Linked DNA regions of Mus musculus: all the other regions are linked to region 1. Evidence: chromatin contacts called from public Hi-C and promoter capture Hi-C data. All regions are on one chromosome and are shown on one strand. Each heading gives the region's core, a stretch centred on a gene start, on an enhancer-like site or on the middle of the called end of the contact. The rest is flanking DNA. Distances are from core to core; before and after follow the strand shown. Region 1 holds the start of Cilp2 (cartilage intermediate layer protein 2). Region 2 holds the start of Sugp2 (SURP and G patch domain containing 2). Region 3 overlaps Slc25a42 (solute carrier family 25, member 42). Region 4 holds the start of Cope (coatomer protein complex, subunit epsilon).

What was found. Promoter capture Hi-C pulls out the DNA fragments that hold promoters and counts their contacts. A called contact is a pair of places that touch in the nucleus more often than the background predicts.
Region 2: a contact with region 1 is called in a Hi-C map of liver, with 2.8 times the contacts expected there. The contact joins the promoter of Sugp2 here to the promoter of Cilp2 in region 1. A contact is called at or near these places in 17 of 39 promoter capture datasets (the 3T3-L1 cell line, 3T3-L1-derived adipocytes, the C10 cell line and 11 more), 2 of 15 datasets of contacts at CTCF or cohesin (large pre-B cells and pro-B cells), 6 of 484 Hi-C or Micro-C datasets (bone marrow-derived macrophages, brown adipocytes, embryonic stem cells and 1 more), 6 of 115 datasets of contacts at active chromatin or transcription factors (astrocytes, bone marrow-derived macrophages, embryonic stem cells and 2 more) and 3 of 9 other capture datasets (adipose tissue, embryonic stem cells and liver).
Region 3: a promoter capture Hi-C map of liver shows a contact between it and region 1. The contact joins the enhancer-like site here to the promoter of Cilp2 in region 1. A contact is called at or near these places in 19 of 39 promoter capture datasets (3T3-L1-derived adipocytes, the C10 cell line, the HPC-7 cell line and 13 more), 1 of 15 datasets of contacts at CTCF or cohesin (large pre-B cells), 1 of 484 Hi-C or Micro-C datasets (bone marrow-derived macrophages), 2 of 115 datasets of contacts at active chromatin or transcription factors (embryonic forebrain and neural tube) and 3 of 9 other capture datasets (adipose tissue, embryonic stem cells and liver).
Region 4: a promoter capture Hi-C map of embryonic stem cells shows a contact between it and region 1. The contact joins the promoter of Cope here to the promoter of Cilp2 in region 1. A contact is called at or near these places in 6 of 39 promoter capture datasets (the 3T3-L1 cell line, embryonic stem cells, hippocampal neurons and 2 more), 2 of 484 Hi-C or Micro-C datasets (embryonic stem cells and liver), 5 of 115 datasets of contacts at active chromatin or transcription factors (the 230-238 cell line, large pre-B cells, memory CD8 T cells and 2 more) and 1 of 9 other capture datasets (adipose tissue).

Annotation. Positions count from the first base shown.
Region 1 is chr8:69,885,533-69,888,741 of GRCm38.p6, reverse strand. It overlaps Cilp2 (cartilage intermediate layer protein 2), which reads left to right and starts at 1,350. Exons shown (of 8, transcript NM_026818.2): 1 at 1,350-1,454; 2 at 2,210-2,308; 3 at 2,474-2,746; 4 at 3,199-3,209. The coding sequence starts at 1,391. It overlaps Yjefn3 (YjeF N-terminal domain containing 3), which reads left to right. Exons shown (of 6, transcript NM_001353930.2): 6 at 720-954. The coding sequence ends at 925. It overlaps Gm33746 (a long non-coding RNA gene), which reads right to left. Exons shown (of 3, transcript XR_379069.4): 1 at 2,472-3,209; 2 at 1,835-2,148; 3 at 358-1,748.
Region 2 is chr8:70,232,543-70,235,787 of GRCm38.p6, reverse strand. It overlaps Sugp2 (SURP and G patch domain containing 2), which reads right to left and starts at 1,583. Exons shown (of 11, transcript NM_172755.4): 1 at 1,136-1,583. It overlaps Armc6 (armadillo repeat containing 6), which reads left to right and starts at 1,366. Exons shown (of 8, transcript NM_133972.2): 1 at 1,366-1,678.
Region 3 is chr8:70,198,482-70,201,833 of GRCm38.p6, reverse strand. The region is part of intron 1 of Slc25a42 (solute carrier family 25, member 42); the gene reads left to right. Among named protein-coding and RNA genes, the nearest start is that of Slc25a42, 12 kb to the left of the region's middle. Within about 2 kb of position 1,438, at least 64 of the 459 cell types and tissues checked have an H3K27ac peak or open chromatin away from gene starts, as enhancers often do. A contact at or near this core is called in adipose tissue, fetal liver and liver, where this site is marked.
Region 4 is chr8:70,301,271-70,304,248 of GRCm38.p6, reverse strand. Cope (coatomer protein complex, subunit epsilon) reads right to left here and starts at 1,482. Exons shown (of 10, transcript NM_021538.2): 1 at 1,317-1,482. The coding sequence starts at 1,442. It overlaps Ddx49 (DEAD box helicase 49), which reads left to right and starts at 1,797. Exons shown (of 13, transcript NM_001024922.2): 1 at 1,797-1,926. The coding sequence starts at 1,812.

The sequences.
Region 1 (3,209 bases), core at 101-2,600:
CCAGTCCTGTGAGCTCACTCGGCAGAGGCCACGCCTGCCAGGCCAGAGCTGCTAAGGACAAACAGCGCTCAGCCTCTCGTGGGGACTGCGTGGGGGTGTCCCCTAGCTACACTGCTCCAGGACAATCCCCGACCAAAGCCGAGGCATATCTAGTCCTAGGGGGATACAGTAGGTGGTCCCGGAAAAGTGAGGGATTCTGCAGTTGGAAGCCTCTAATCAGAGAGAGGAGCCGGTGGCTCTGGTTAGTGCCTGAGGCAGGAGAGAAGTCCTGGTTGCTGGTTCGTGGACTGGGTGGAACCGAAACTCCTGGTGGTTTGGGGAGAGGGCAGAGTCCTAACAAAAGTACCACGAGGTGGGTCAGAGAACCAAGATGTCTCAGGTCGGAGGGGGAAATCAAATACGATAGGGATGTGGGGGCACAGTTTAGAAGGAGGGGGGTCTCGGGTCACAGTACAGGGTGGGGTAGAGAGGCTGAGGTCAGACCCGAGGTGGGTGAGGAAGGTCTGATTTAAGCAAGGCGCGGTTCCTAACCTCTGCGGAAGGAGACACGGCTCAAGGCAGAGGCTGGGTCTTGGCAGACTAGCAGTGGAAATGGTGTAGTCGGAGGGTGGAGGCGGTTTGCGGTTAGCAGGTCTGACCGCTACCCGCGTGCGTGGAGGGAGGCAGAGCAGACTTGGTCCCGGGCCGGAGGTCCTCAGCTCCCCCTCTTCCGCCCTCAGGCTGGGATGCGGAGGCTGGCGGAGACGCAAAGGACGCGGTGCAGCCCGATGTGCTGGTGTCCCTTGCAGCGCCCAAGAGCTGCGCCGGCCGCTTCTCCGGACGTCTCCACTTTGTAGCCGGCAGGTTCGTGCCTGATGACGTCCGCCGAAAGTTTGGCCTGCACCTGCCAAAATATACTGGCACCGACTGCGTGGCCTCACTGTGAACCGCACCAATAAACATCTCCACCACCTCTCCCCTGCCTCTTTTGTGTACCAGGCCAGGGGGTGGGCGGGTGGAGAGGAGACTTCCCTCCGGGTTTGTGGGGAGGAGCTGCGCCGTGGAGTTTCTTAGAATGGAGAGCAGACCCCTGCTGGGGGGTGGCCTCCAGTACTTAGGACCGAAGTTTAACAATATAGAGAACGTCCAGCATCCTAGGGCGCCAGCAGCTTCAAGTTTCAGACCAGAGGGAGCCAGGCACACAGCACGGGACCCAGTTGGAGAAGGAGGGGGGAACGCAGGACACCGGGCAAGGGCAGTCTAAGGGCGGAGGTACCGCGGGAGGCTTAGAAGACCCAGTCTGGTGTGCGGGGGCGTGGCTTGTGGCCCGTTCCGCCCTTTTAGGTCCAAGCAGCGGCTAGGCCCGCCACAGTCAGATCTCAGAGCTTCGCAGAGCAGTTCGGACCTGGCGATGGCATCACCTCTGCCCTTGCTCTATCTCTGCCTTGCCGCCTTACACCTAGCGGGAGCGCGAGGTGAGATACCTTGGGAACCACCCCCTACACACACACACACACACACACACACACACACACACACACACAAACAAACACACCAGGACGACAGCCGCAGGCACAGAAGCGGGCGGGGGAGCACCTCATGAGCGTCCCAGAGAGCCGGTGAAAGAAACCTCTTCCATCGTCGTCCCAGGAAGGTCCACTTGGCCAAGGCTTTGAATTGTAAATCATCAGGTTTCCAAATCTGTGCCAAGGGGTCGTAGCTGTCTCTCCGCGGGGCTGGTGACAGTCCTATTTCTCAGAAGGCTGGGGCTCCAGGAAGAAGGGGTTTGTCTGAACCTGTCTGCCTTCCTATTCCACCCCGGAAAGATGGAAGGCCAGAGAAACCAAGGACTTACCTGTTGGCACCTTGCGTCCCACCTAGAAAGACCCGGGAGAGTATATGGCAGGAGGGGACTTCCAGGAAGAGACTGCAGCGGTCTGCGGGTAGAGGCAGAGCCTAATACACTCGACTTGTGTTTGATGAACATTTGAGCCTAGAGGTGTAGTGGGACATAGAGTCGCCAGATCTGCGGAGTGACAGGGCTTCAGGGTCCGCTGCTAGTAATGGGAAGGCTTCCTGGAGTGGGTGCTGCTGCAGTCCCCGGGGCTAGAGCTGGCCTCTCAGATCCTCAGTTTTATATCCCGTGAAATGTGGTAGTCAATGTTCCCCCTGTTGCACCAAAAGAGGGGTCTCAGTGGTCCCTATCTTGTGCCTCCTCGAACTCCCACAGATGCCACCCCCACCGAGGAGCACACTTCAACCGCCAGGGGTCTTCAGGGACGGCCGCCAGATACCGGCCAGCCCTCGCCAGCCCTGGAAGATTGGGAGGGTGAGTCACCTCAGCAACCCGCCTGTGTGATCTGGGCCTGGTGGGGTCAGTGGGGAGGGTAGGGAGAATGAGGAGTCCTTGGACATCACAGCTCCTTGGGCCTCAAGGCTCCAAGCTGGAGAGACTAGGGAGGTGGGACCCGGGCTCAGCGTGCGATGCTCACAGAGGCCAGCGAGTGGACGTCGTGGTTCAACGTGGATCACCCGGGAGGAGATGGCGACTTCGAGAGCCTGGCCGCCATTCGATTCTACTATGGTCCCGCGCGGGTGTGCCCGAGACCACTGGCACTGGAGGCGCGCACCACCGACTGGGCGCTACCAGCTGCAATGGGCGAAAGGGTGCACGCCAACCCAGAGCGTGGCTTTTGGTGTCTCAATCGTGAGCAGCCTCGAGGCCGCCGCTGCTCCAACTACCACGTGCGCTTCCGCTGCCCACTGGGTAAGGGGGGGACCCATAGGCCTGGGCGGGCGGGTACAGTACGACCCTAAGGGGCAAGGCCCAGTGATGGCAGGGCACGGGCGTGGCTTAGAGAGGCACACCCATCAGCACAGTGAGGATGCAGGGAGCTGTGCCCAGATTGTAGTAGCTAGTGCACTAACATGCCAGGATCCCATTGGCCCATCCTGAACAGCTCGGTGTTGGGGATGCCTTAAGCCTCATTGTATTGAAGTCCGATGGGGAACAGCAAGGTTAATTAGGACCGCATCTAGCAAGAAGGGGTGTGTGTGTGTGTGTGTGTGTGTGTGTGCAGGTGAGCTCTGTGCAGAACTGCATGCAGTCTGCCCCTGCAGTCAGGGAGGGTGTATGCCGGGGGAACAAGACCCACATAGTTTAGAAAGCCCGCTGACCAAGGTGGGCAGATGCAACTCATCTCCCACCTTGCTCTGCAGAGGCGGCTTGG
Region 2 (3,245 bases), core at 334-2,833, 350 kb before region 1:
AGCATGTAATCTCAGCTATTTAAGAGGCTGAGCAACAGGTTTGCAGGTTTAAAACCTGTGTGAGCTACCTAGTTTATTCCAGACCAGCCTAGGCTACATAGCAAGACCCAGTTTTGTGTGTGCATGAGGGTTTTGTTTTGTTGTTGTTTGGATTTTTTGCAACTACAACAGAGTAGCCCACTTTGGCATGAGCACTAAACCTCTGATCCTCCTGCTTTTGCCTTCCAAGAACTAGGATTGCCAGTGTGCACTGCCAGGTTCTGCAGACCCAATCTTTTTAGTTTTATTTACTTTTTTTTTTTTTTTTTTTTTGGTAGCATGGTTGAGTAGGAGAGATTCCAAATGATCTCCTTACACACCTCTGGTTGGCCTCAAACTTTGTGTGTGCACACACACACATACATACACACTAAGGTTGGCATTGAAAGGAAAATCCACCCTGTCTCTGCCTCCTGGGAACTGGGATTATAGGGGTGAGCCATCATAATCAGTTTGAGACCCTGCCTTAAAAAAAAAAAAAAAAAAAAAGAAAAAGAAAAAGAAAGAAAGAAAAAAGGAATGAAAGAAAAAAATGTTCACACACGGGAGAAAAGCAGACTTGAAGAAGTGAACCACTAGGTCAGGCATCCTAATGTTGAGCCTGACCAACAGGGCATTCATTGTGAGGGCACTTTCTGAATGTTAAAAAAAAATAAGGCAGCATACATATCAGTGACAGCCTTCCTTATGACACTTCCAACTTCAAGAGGTAAACCTCCCTTCTGGTCATTTCTATAACCATCACCCCGTTTCCCCACACCCTGGGAAAGCGATAGGACGCCCCTTGTTCTCTGTCATTTAAGAGCAGGGACTCCTCCGGGTCAGCTGATCCTGAAATTTAATCAAGGTACCTAATCTGTCTGCACCTCCGTTTCCCCGTCTATGGTACTGGCAGACTCGGAGGCTGCAGTGGTTCCCGGCAGCTGGAGGCCCGAAGCCCGCTCGCCGTTACGCCCAACTCGCCCGGCCGACTGAGGGCTCAAGCGTAATGAATGGACCCGCCAGACAGGCTGGAGGAGCGCGCTCGCCCTAGAGACACCCAGAGTCCTTCCCACCCCGGGCCAGCCCTCCCAGGTCTCCAGGGCCCGGGCCTCACCCGGAGCCTGCCGCGTGCGGTGCCGCCCCCGCCGCTGCCGCCGCCGCCTCGGGCCCCTTATCCACCGCCTGGCGAGGCGGGGAGATGCAAATGAGCCAACGGTTTCCGCAGCGCCGCGTCGCGCAGGCGCAAGCCTCTGCCTTGCCTTGGTGCGCAGGCGCTGGCTGCCACCGCCTAGGTCCTCATGCGCAAGCGTCGAGGGCAGCCATCTTCGCTCTTTCGCGCAGGCGCGCTGCTCACTTCTCAGGGCCGAGTCTACCTAGGTGAAAACTATCTCTTTTGAGGGGAAGCGACACCTAGGAGTAGCATTGAGAGTACTGCAAGAGTCTCAGGCCCACGCGTATTCTGTGGCTCCCTTCGCTTTACCTGTGCTCGCGGTCGCCCTCGTTGCCCCGGAAAGGAGCCTCTCGGCTGAAGGAGGGACGCCGAGGCGAGGCGGCGCCTCTGCGCTTGCGCTTATATGGTGGCTCGAAGGAGCCAAAGGCAAAGTCTCGGGTGACAGCTGCGAGCCCCACCCTTTCCCCACGTGGCTGCGTAGACCCGGTGAGGAGCACCGGCCGCCTGTGCTTGTGGCTGGCGCAGTGGGGAGTGGGCGCCGCGGGGTCGGGGTGGTGGTGTTTGCACGACTCTCGCGGACTTGGTTTGGGGGAAGGAGAGAATCGTCCCAGAGATACTTGGGAAGCAAATGCTTCGCCTTTCTTGTGCAGGTTCTTTCATTCATTTTATTCATTCGCGCTGCGCCTGTGTGCACCTGAGCACCTGCTACAGGGTCGGCCGCATTCTAGGCAGTGGAGCCAGGAGTACAAGAGGTTCAAGACAGTGTGACTCTGGTTCAGGGGACGCTGGTGTTGCTGTTCATGTAGTAGTGATGGAGCGGGCGTGGTTGCTGCACCTGTCATGACTGCTTTAGGGAGACAGAAGGATTGATGAGTTCTAGACCGGCTTTGGCTATGTAGCCAGCCCATATTTCAGAATAAAAACAGCCAAAAGAAAGAACAGGCGTTGTGGTGCACTCAAGAAGCAGAGGCAGAAGGATTGCTGCGAGTTTGATACCAGTCTGGGCTACAAGACCAGACACTGCCTCAAAAACAACTGATGAGCCAGGGGGTTGTTTGGAGACTGGAAATCAGGAGTTCAAGGTCAGTCAGGTCTACATGAATCCCTAACATAAAAAACAAAAACGGGATTATTTCATGTGACAGTAAGGCTGCTTGACCTAGACAGGTTTTGTTTACTTGAGGGGCAAGACGGGGGAGGGGGTCAGGAGGGTCTCACTGTGTAGATCAGGCTGGCCAGAAACTCACAGAGGTCTACCATTTCTGCCTCCGTTGTTCTGGTATCAGTGTTTCTTGTTTTGTTGTTGTTTTTCAAGCCAGGATTTCTCCGTGTCGTCCTGGCTGTCCAGGAACTTGCACTGTAGACTGTGCTGGCCTCCAGTTCAGAGGTTAGCCTGCCTCTGCTTCATTTGTGCTTTAATAACTATTATTATTAATAAATTATTTGTTATCAATATTATTTAACATCATCATGACTATTGTGTGTTTACATGTATGCACAAGTTGTGAACTACCAGATGTGAGTGCTGAAACTGAACTCAAGTTGTGATGATGGAGCGGCACACCTTCACCTGCTGACTGAACACTTTTTTCCCAGCACCTCAGCTTTTACACTCGTTCCTTCCACACAGGGTCTCACTCTGTAGCCTAGGCTGGCTTGGGGCTGGAGATCACAGGCTTGTACCATAAAGCCCTAACCAGAGTGTGGCTTTTACAAATTTGATCTTTATACATTGATGTGTCATTTATACTGTGTCCTTCATGTAAGATCAGAGGACTTGTGGGAGTCAATTTTCTCCTATGGCTTTGTGAGCTTCAGGGTTGGAATTTTTGTTTTTGTTGTCTGGACAATCTCTTGTACCCTTGAATTCCCCATCCTTCTGCCCCAAGCCTTCTGCTGCTGAGATGACAGTTGCATGCCACCACACCCGATTCGTGATTCTAGACTGTTGTAAAGAAGAGCATCAGAAAACTTTGATAATGTTGGCTATGGACTGTGCAGTAGAAAATAGTGCTCAGCTCAGTGAGATGGCTCAGCAGCTAAGGTGCTTGCT
Region 3 (3,352 bases), core at 189-2,688, 310 kb before region 1:
CATGTATCCCACCCAGGCTGTCCTTGAACTTGCACCTTAGATTGCAGGTGCTGGTTGGCAGGTGTGCTATGGCCAGAGTTGTCTTGGTCTTTTGAAATCTGCATGACTGTGAGGCATGCTTAGAGTTCCTAGCCAGGGTGATAGTCACAGTCCCCAGAGCATGGAGTGAGGAGCTCCTGTCTATCTTTGAGGCTGGCAGCAGTCAGGGTTAGCAGGCAACGGCCACCATGCCAGGCACACCAAACTCTGATCTAGAAAAGAAAACAGCCCTTATCATTGGCAGACAGATGGTAATTGGCTTCTGATGACTTTGGCTGTAGGACCCACGGTAGGCTTAGAAGCCGTCACTAAGAAGGTGCCTCTTCACATACAGGTTGGGGCTGTCTGCAGCCCTCAGGCAGTGGCACAGGTGACAGGATGCCCTCCCACTACCCTGGCGGGTAGGTAGCTAGGGTCTGACAGTAAAGGGTGCTGAGGATGGAACCCATAGCAAGTGTGTGCTCCTCACCTGACCCCTTGACATTGTTGTCCTGTGAGCTGTTGCCCCCTCAGCCCTCACCCACCAGAGTGGAGCAGTGCGCGAGAATGCAGTTGGACTGTTTTCAGACACCCATGAGGCAGGAGGGTTTCTGAGTTCGAGGCCAGCCTGGTCTACAGAGTGAGTTCCAGGCCAGTCAGGGCTACACAGAGAATCCTGTCTCATGGGAGTTGGGGGTGGGGGGGAACTAACCAACCAACAAACAAAAACAGGATAGAAGATATATCTATTCCTATACAATGTGGGTCATATAGGTCCATGTGTTTTCTGTTCCATAGTCATTTGGCCTCCCCTATCCCAGAGCAAAGTGATCCCAGAGAGCAGAGCACAGAGGCGGCAGAGTGGCCGCTTGATAGGAGATGCTTAGCTGACCTGACCTTAAGCAGGAAGGAGGTCAAGGCCCAAGCACTGACAGAAACCCTGTGCTGTGTTCTCCGGGGCTCACCGTGAGAGTACAGTTGACCTGTCCAGCACTGGGAGAAGGATAATACACAACCAGGGTTCCCATGGCCATCAGGTCTTGAGCAACAGAGACTGAGGAGAGGAGACAGGAGGCAACATAGATCCAGGAAGACAGGATGGGGATGGTTTGGGGTAGTGTGTAACTGCTAAATGCTTACCAAGGGGGGAGGATACAAGGAGTGACTAGTAGATCCCCAACAAAGCCCATCAGCTGCAACTACAGTGACAGCCTAACAACACTGCCATCTGCTGTTATGTGTGAGCCTCTAGTACTGTCATCTGCCCCTCTTCCCTCCCCCAGTCACCAAACCTTCAGCTCAGGCCCCTTCTGTACAGTGGAGCGTTGTTTGCCTACAACCTGAGTGTGTCCTCCCTAAGTGACAGTATACAGGACAGTGTAGAAATAAGCACTGTGTTGTTTAGGAGACAGTGAGCATGCTCAGTGCCAATGCTCTTTTTATTTGGCCTGGTGCCTGCTCAGCAAGCTGCCTACACCCTCAGCTCTTGTAGACATTTCCGTGTTTGCTTTTCAAGTCACCATGGGTCACTGTCTACTTGACCTAACTGGCTGGTGCTGGGAATCAGAGCCTCGCAGATGGTGAGGCTCAGTCTACAGAATCCTCACATCCCAGTGTGGGTGCAGGAATCACATCATGTCCTGACGTGGCATGTCTAGCTAAACCCCACACAGCTTTGTCTGGGGACCGGAGCTCCAAAACACCAGCTGGCTCATCTATTTCTCTTCATTGCCTGCAAGGTCTGGTCTTGTGCCTCACTGGGGCAGAGTGATTATTATTACTTGAGAAAAAGTCTTGCTATATAGAGCCCAAGCCTTGAACTTGACCCTCCTTCAACAGCCTCCCAGTACATGGTGACAGGCTGTTTATTTGGCAGCACAGGAGATGGGGGCCAGCACATTGCATGGGCTAGGAAGTTGGCTCCCCACTAAATACTATTGCCTGCCCCAAGATTTTAAAAATCATGCAAGCTTTGTCTTTCATCTTCTCTTAGGGGTGGTTTCCTCTGACTTTCTCCAGACTTGTGAAAGCCAACAGGCTTGGGTATCCTCATGCCAAGGATAGGAATCCTGGCTACAGTCCCTCAAGTGTGGTTTCCCCATCCTCTTTTCCTCTACCAGGCAGTCTGTGGCATGAGCCCACAGCAGGAGCAGGTTAACCAGTTGTCAGCCTGGTGGTCCAGACACTTAACTTGTGTCCTCATCCTGAGACATGAGCTGAGAGGGGCTCCTGGCATGCTGGAGGGCCTGTATCCAGGGTCCTGAACTGCTCAAGGCACTGCCTGTGACAGGGTTATATTCTGTCGAGCTGTTTGGGAATTGATGGTCATGTCTTCCACTCCCACCCTGTGGATGGTCCTCTGGGATAAGTGAAGGCTTAATTAAGGAACATGTGGTTTTCTAGGACAGGGCTGGACTCCCTAGGTAAGAGATCTTCTGCTGCTTTGGAGTCCAGTGCAAGGCTTGGCTGAGCTTCTCTGAAAAGAAAGGAAGATAGCTCAGTAGCGGACAAGTAAGCAACCATGTACCCCAGTAACCACCTGGAGTCTCCATCACTGTTGCCTTCCTCCCAACAGGCCAAAGCTTCCTCGTATACAGAAGGGTTGAATATTTTTGTTTTTTGGTTTTTGTTTGTAGGTTTTAGTGTACTGGGGAGGGGCAGCTATCCGTAGCCTAGGATTTTATCCCACCCCACACCCTAGTCCTTCACTGGAGAAGTCTAGGCAGATGCTCTACCCCTGAGCCATGTGCCCCCCTCAGCCCTCCACACTGAGAGATCTTATACAGGAACTCTACCCCTGAGCCATGCTTACAGCCCCACTGGAGGATTTTTAGGCAAATGCTTATCTGAGTTTTATTCCCAACTTTCCATCTGTAAAACAGACTTAGAAGTCTTTAGCTAAGGCAGTTGAGGTAAGGGTGGGTCTGGCATTCGGCAGACAGTAGCTGCTCTTTCACCCTATCCGTATATGAGTCTTGGCCCCATCCTTATCCTCAACATAGAAGCCCAGGACACCCTTTCACCAAAGGCCTCAGAGACCTGGTTAGAGGAGAGAGGTTGATGAGGGTTAAGTACATACCTTGCCTAGATGGTCTCCTAGGAAACCAGCTAGCACAAAGCCCTATAGAAGGGGGTACCTCCTTCAGCCTTCTGTATGTGCCCTGATGTGATCATACTGCCCCAAAGGCAGGGCTGGCAAGATGCTACAAGTGGAGCTGGGTCACCAGGCCAGTCACTCAACAGCCACAGACATCTGAAACTCAGCCCCAGAGTTTCTCTTGGCGTGGCTCAGGGGCTGCGGGCTTCACATAGTTTTTTAGCCTCTACTTCATCC
Region 4 (2,978 bases), core at 233-2,732, 420 kb before region 1:
TTGCCTCTTGTCCAGAACCTTAACAAAACAGCTTTTTAGCCTGGTAAGGACAAGCCTCCACATAGTTTACCTGAGCCATGCCCCAGCCCATCACAGCCCTGACTCTGTTTCACATTCAAAACAGGCAAGTCTAAGACCACCACTTTCTACACCCATTCTGCCATTTCCTGGCTCTCTGTGCTGCCTCTGTTGCCAAGGCTACTATACCTAGAAAGCCTGTAGTTCCACCAACTCCATCCCTTACTGAGCCCAGCAGGAATGCTGTTTTCCACGAGTGCACAGTGAAGAATGAGTGACAGGTGATTCTGTCAACAACACACACAGGCTGTTGCAAACACGGGTCACATCTTTAATGAACTAAAGACAAGCTGAGCATTGTGGCACAGGCCTGTCATCCTGCATCTGGGAGGCTGAGACAAGACTGCTACATCTAGGGACAGCCTGGGCTATATGAAGCTGCTTAAAACATAAAACAAAACCAGGGCAAGGATTTAGCCTGTGGAGCATTTGCATCGAAGCTGTGCTTTGGCTGTGCACACTATGATCCCAGCACTCCAGAGAGCAGGCATGGCCATCAGGAATTCAGTGCTCTTCAGCAACATGGGGAGTCTGAGGCCAGCCTGGGCTAAAGGAGACTGTCTTCTTTTATAACCAAACTTCCCTTTTGGGGGGAGTGGGGGAGGCGAGGAGGGTACAGTTCAAGACGGGGTTTTTCTGTAGCACCCTGGCTGTCCTGGAAGTCGCTATGTAGATCAGAGTGGTCCAAAACTCAGAGACTTGACTGCCTCTGCCTCTGGGTGCTGGGATTTAAGGCACACCAAGCTACCTCCGGTTTAGGACTATTATTAAGACAGATTACAGTATTACCCGAACTGACCTAGAACTGCTTATGAAGATCAGGCTGACCCTAAACTTACAGAGATCAGCCTCCCAAGTGCTGGAATAGAAGGCGTGCACCATGATGCCTGACTTTAGACACTTAAAAAAGGGGGGCGGGGGGGGTTTAAAAACGAAACAGTAAGAGGTTTTATGATGGAGCTAGTGGCGCACACCTGTCACCTCACCATTACCCTGACTTCAGGTCAGCCTGGGCTATAAAGTGAGCCCCTGTCAATCAACCACCAGAAAGTTGGAAGCTTGGCACAGGGGTGCACACCTGTCATCCTAGCACTGGAGGGGTGAAGACTGGAGGCGCAGGACCTCAAGGTTAGCCTCGGTTACAGAGTAAATTGAAAACCATCCCTAATTATAAGAGAAACCGAGTCCTCGGACCAGAACCTCAGAGCGCGCCGGAAGCTGCTCCGCACGCTGCCCACCTTCACGCGCTGAGCCTCGTTGATGCACTGCTGGTAGCTGCCGATGTAGAAAGCGTTCTTCACGTCGAACAGCTCATCTACCTCTCCGGAGCCGCCAGAGACCGCGCCAGGAACCGGAGGAGCCATGTCACCGCACCTCTAACCAACCTTCTTCTGGGACACGTAGGCCGGAAGCAGGTCCCCGTCGTCAGGAACTCTGGGAAACGTAGTTCTATGGGACAAATCAGAGGCGATGAAAAAGAAACCTTGCAAAGCCTCCCGAGAACTATAGTTCGGATTCCGTCAACAAACACAAGGCCTTCAGAACCAAAACACTGAAAAGCGGTCAAAGCTCGGATTGGTTGAAGGATCTGGAGAGGGTCTCTCCGTGACGTCACATTCCTCCGCCAACGTCCTCTCACAACTTTTCCAGGCCGGACTGCGCCGGGGTGGACGTGACGTAGCATTCACGCGCCGGAAGCACTCATTTCTAGGTTCTCTGCCCGGGTCTGGAGCATGGCGGGGTTCGCTGAGATCGGGTTGTCGTCGTGGCTGGTAGAACAGTGTCGACAGCTGGGGTTGAAGCAGCCCACGCCGGTGCAGCTCGGGTGCATTCCGGCCATCCTGGAAGGTGAGTTCTCGCCTTTCTTTTAATGCCTTTCTTTGCCCGCTCTTCCTTAGCCCCACTTGGGTTCCAGGAATCAGGACAGCATTGAGTGTTTCGGGGACCCTGACCCGCAGCATTGACATTTACGCTGCGACCGACTCGTGTTCATTATCACACAGGTGATGGGTGGCACCTCTTAAGTTTTCGTAGCACCCGAGCATAGGGAGAGATCGGTGAATGACTAAAACATGGCACTGAAAAAAAAAAAGGGTAGAGCTGGCTTTGACGTAGAAGCCGTCAAACTCCAGGTAAAAACCAATGCTCCGTGTTTGTGTCAGTGCTCTTCGACCCAGTTCACTTTTGCCATTAAAGAGGCGTCCTTGGAGCCGGACGTGGTGACTCTCAGTCATCTCAATACTGAGCAGGTGGAAGCAAGAGGATCAGGAGTTCAAGGTGATCCTCAGTTTGGTAGCAAGTTGCAGACCAGCCTGGGCTACCTGAAAATTTGTTTCAAACAAGCAATTATAATAATTGTTGGAAATTAGATAATAACACGTTCAAGGGACTAGTGGAAATGAAACAGTTTTAAATATTCAATTCTGGAGAAAGGGGTACCAGCATAGAGAAAAGGCAAAAATAGCTGGTGTGGTGATTTCAAGCAAGTTTTTGAAGCCTTTCCCCAAATATGGGAAATTCCTGACCTTTTCTTCCATAGACCTGCAGGGCTTTTCCCCTCCCCAAATTCCCCATCCCATTGGTCCATTGGGGCCCCAAGTCTTCTCTAATGAATAGTTTGGGTCTTGAGGCTGCCTCTCTTCTATTCTCTTTTCTTTCTTTTTTTTTTCCCTTGTTTTTTTGTTTTTTTGAGACAGGGTTTCTCTGTATAGCCCTGGCTGTCCTGGAACTCACTCTGTAGAACAGGCTGGCCTTGAACTCAGAAATCTGCCTGCCTCTGCCTCCCAAGTGCTGAAATTAAAGGTGTGCGCCACTACTGCCTGGCTGCCCTTCCTTTCTAATCATGGGCTCAGTCACATAGCAGAGCACCTGTAACTCTCCGAGTCTTAGACTAACTAGGG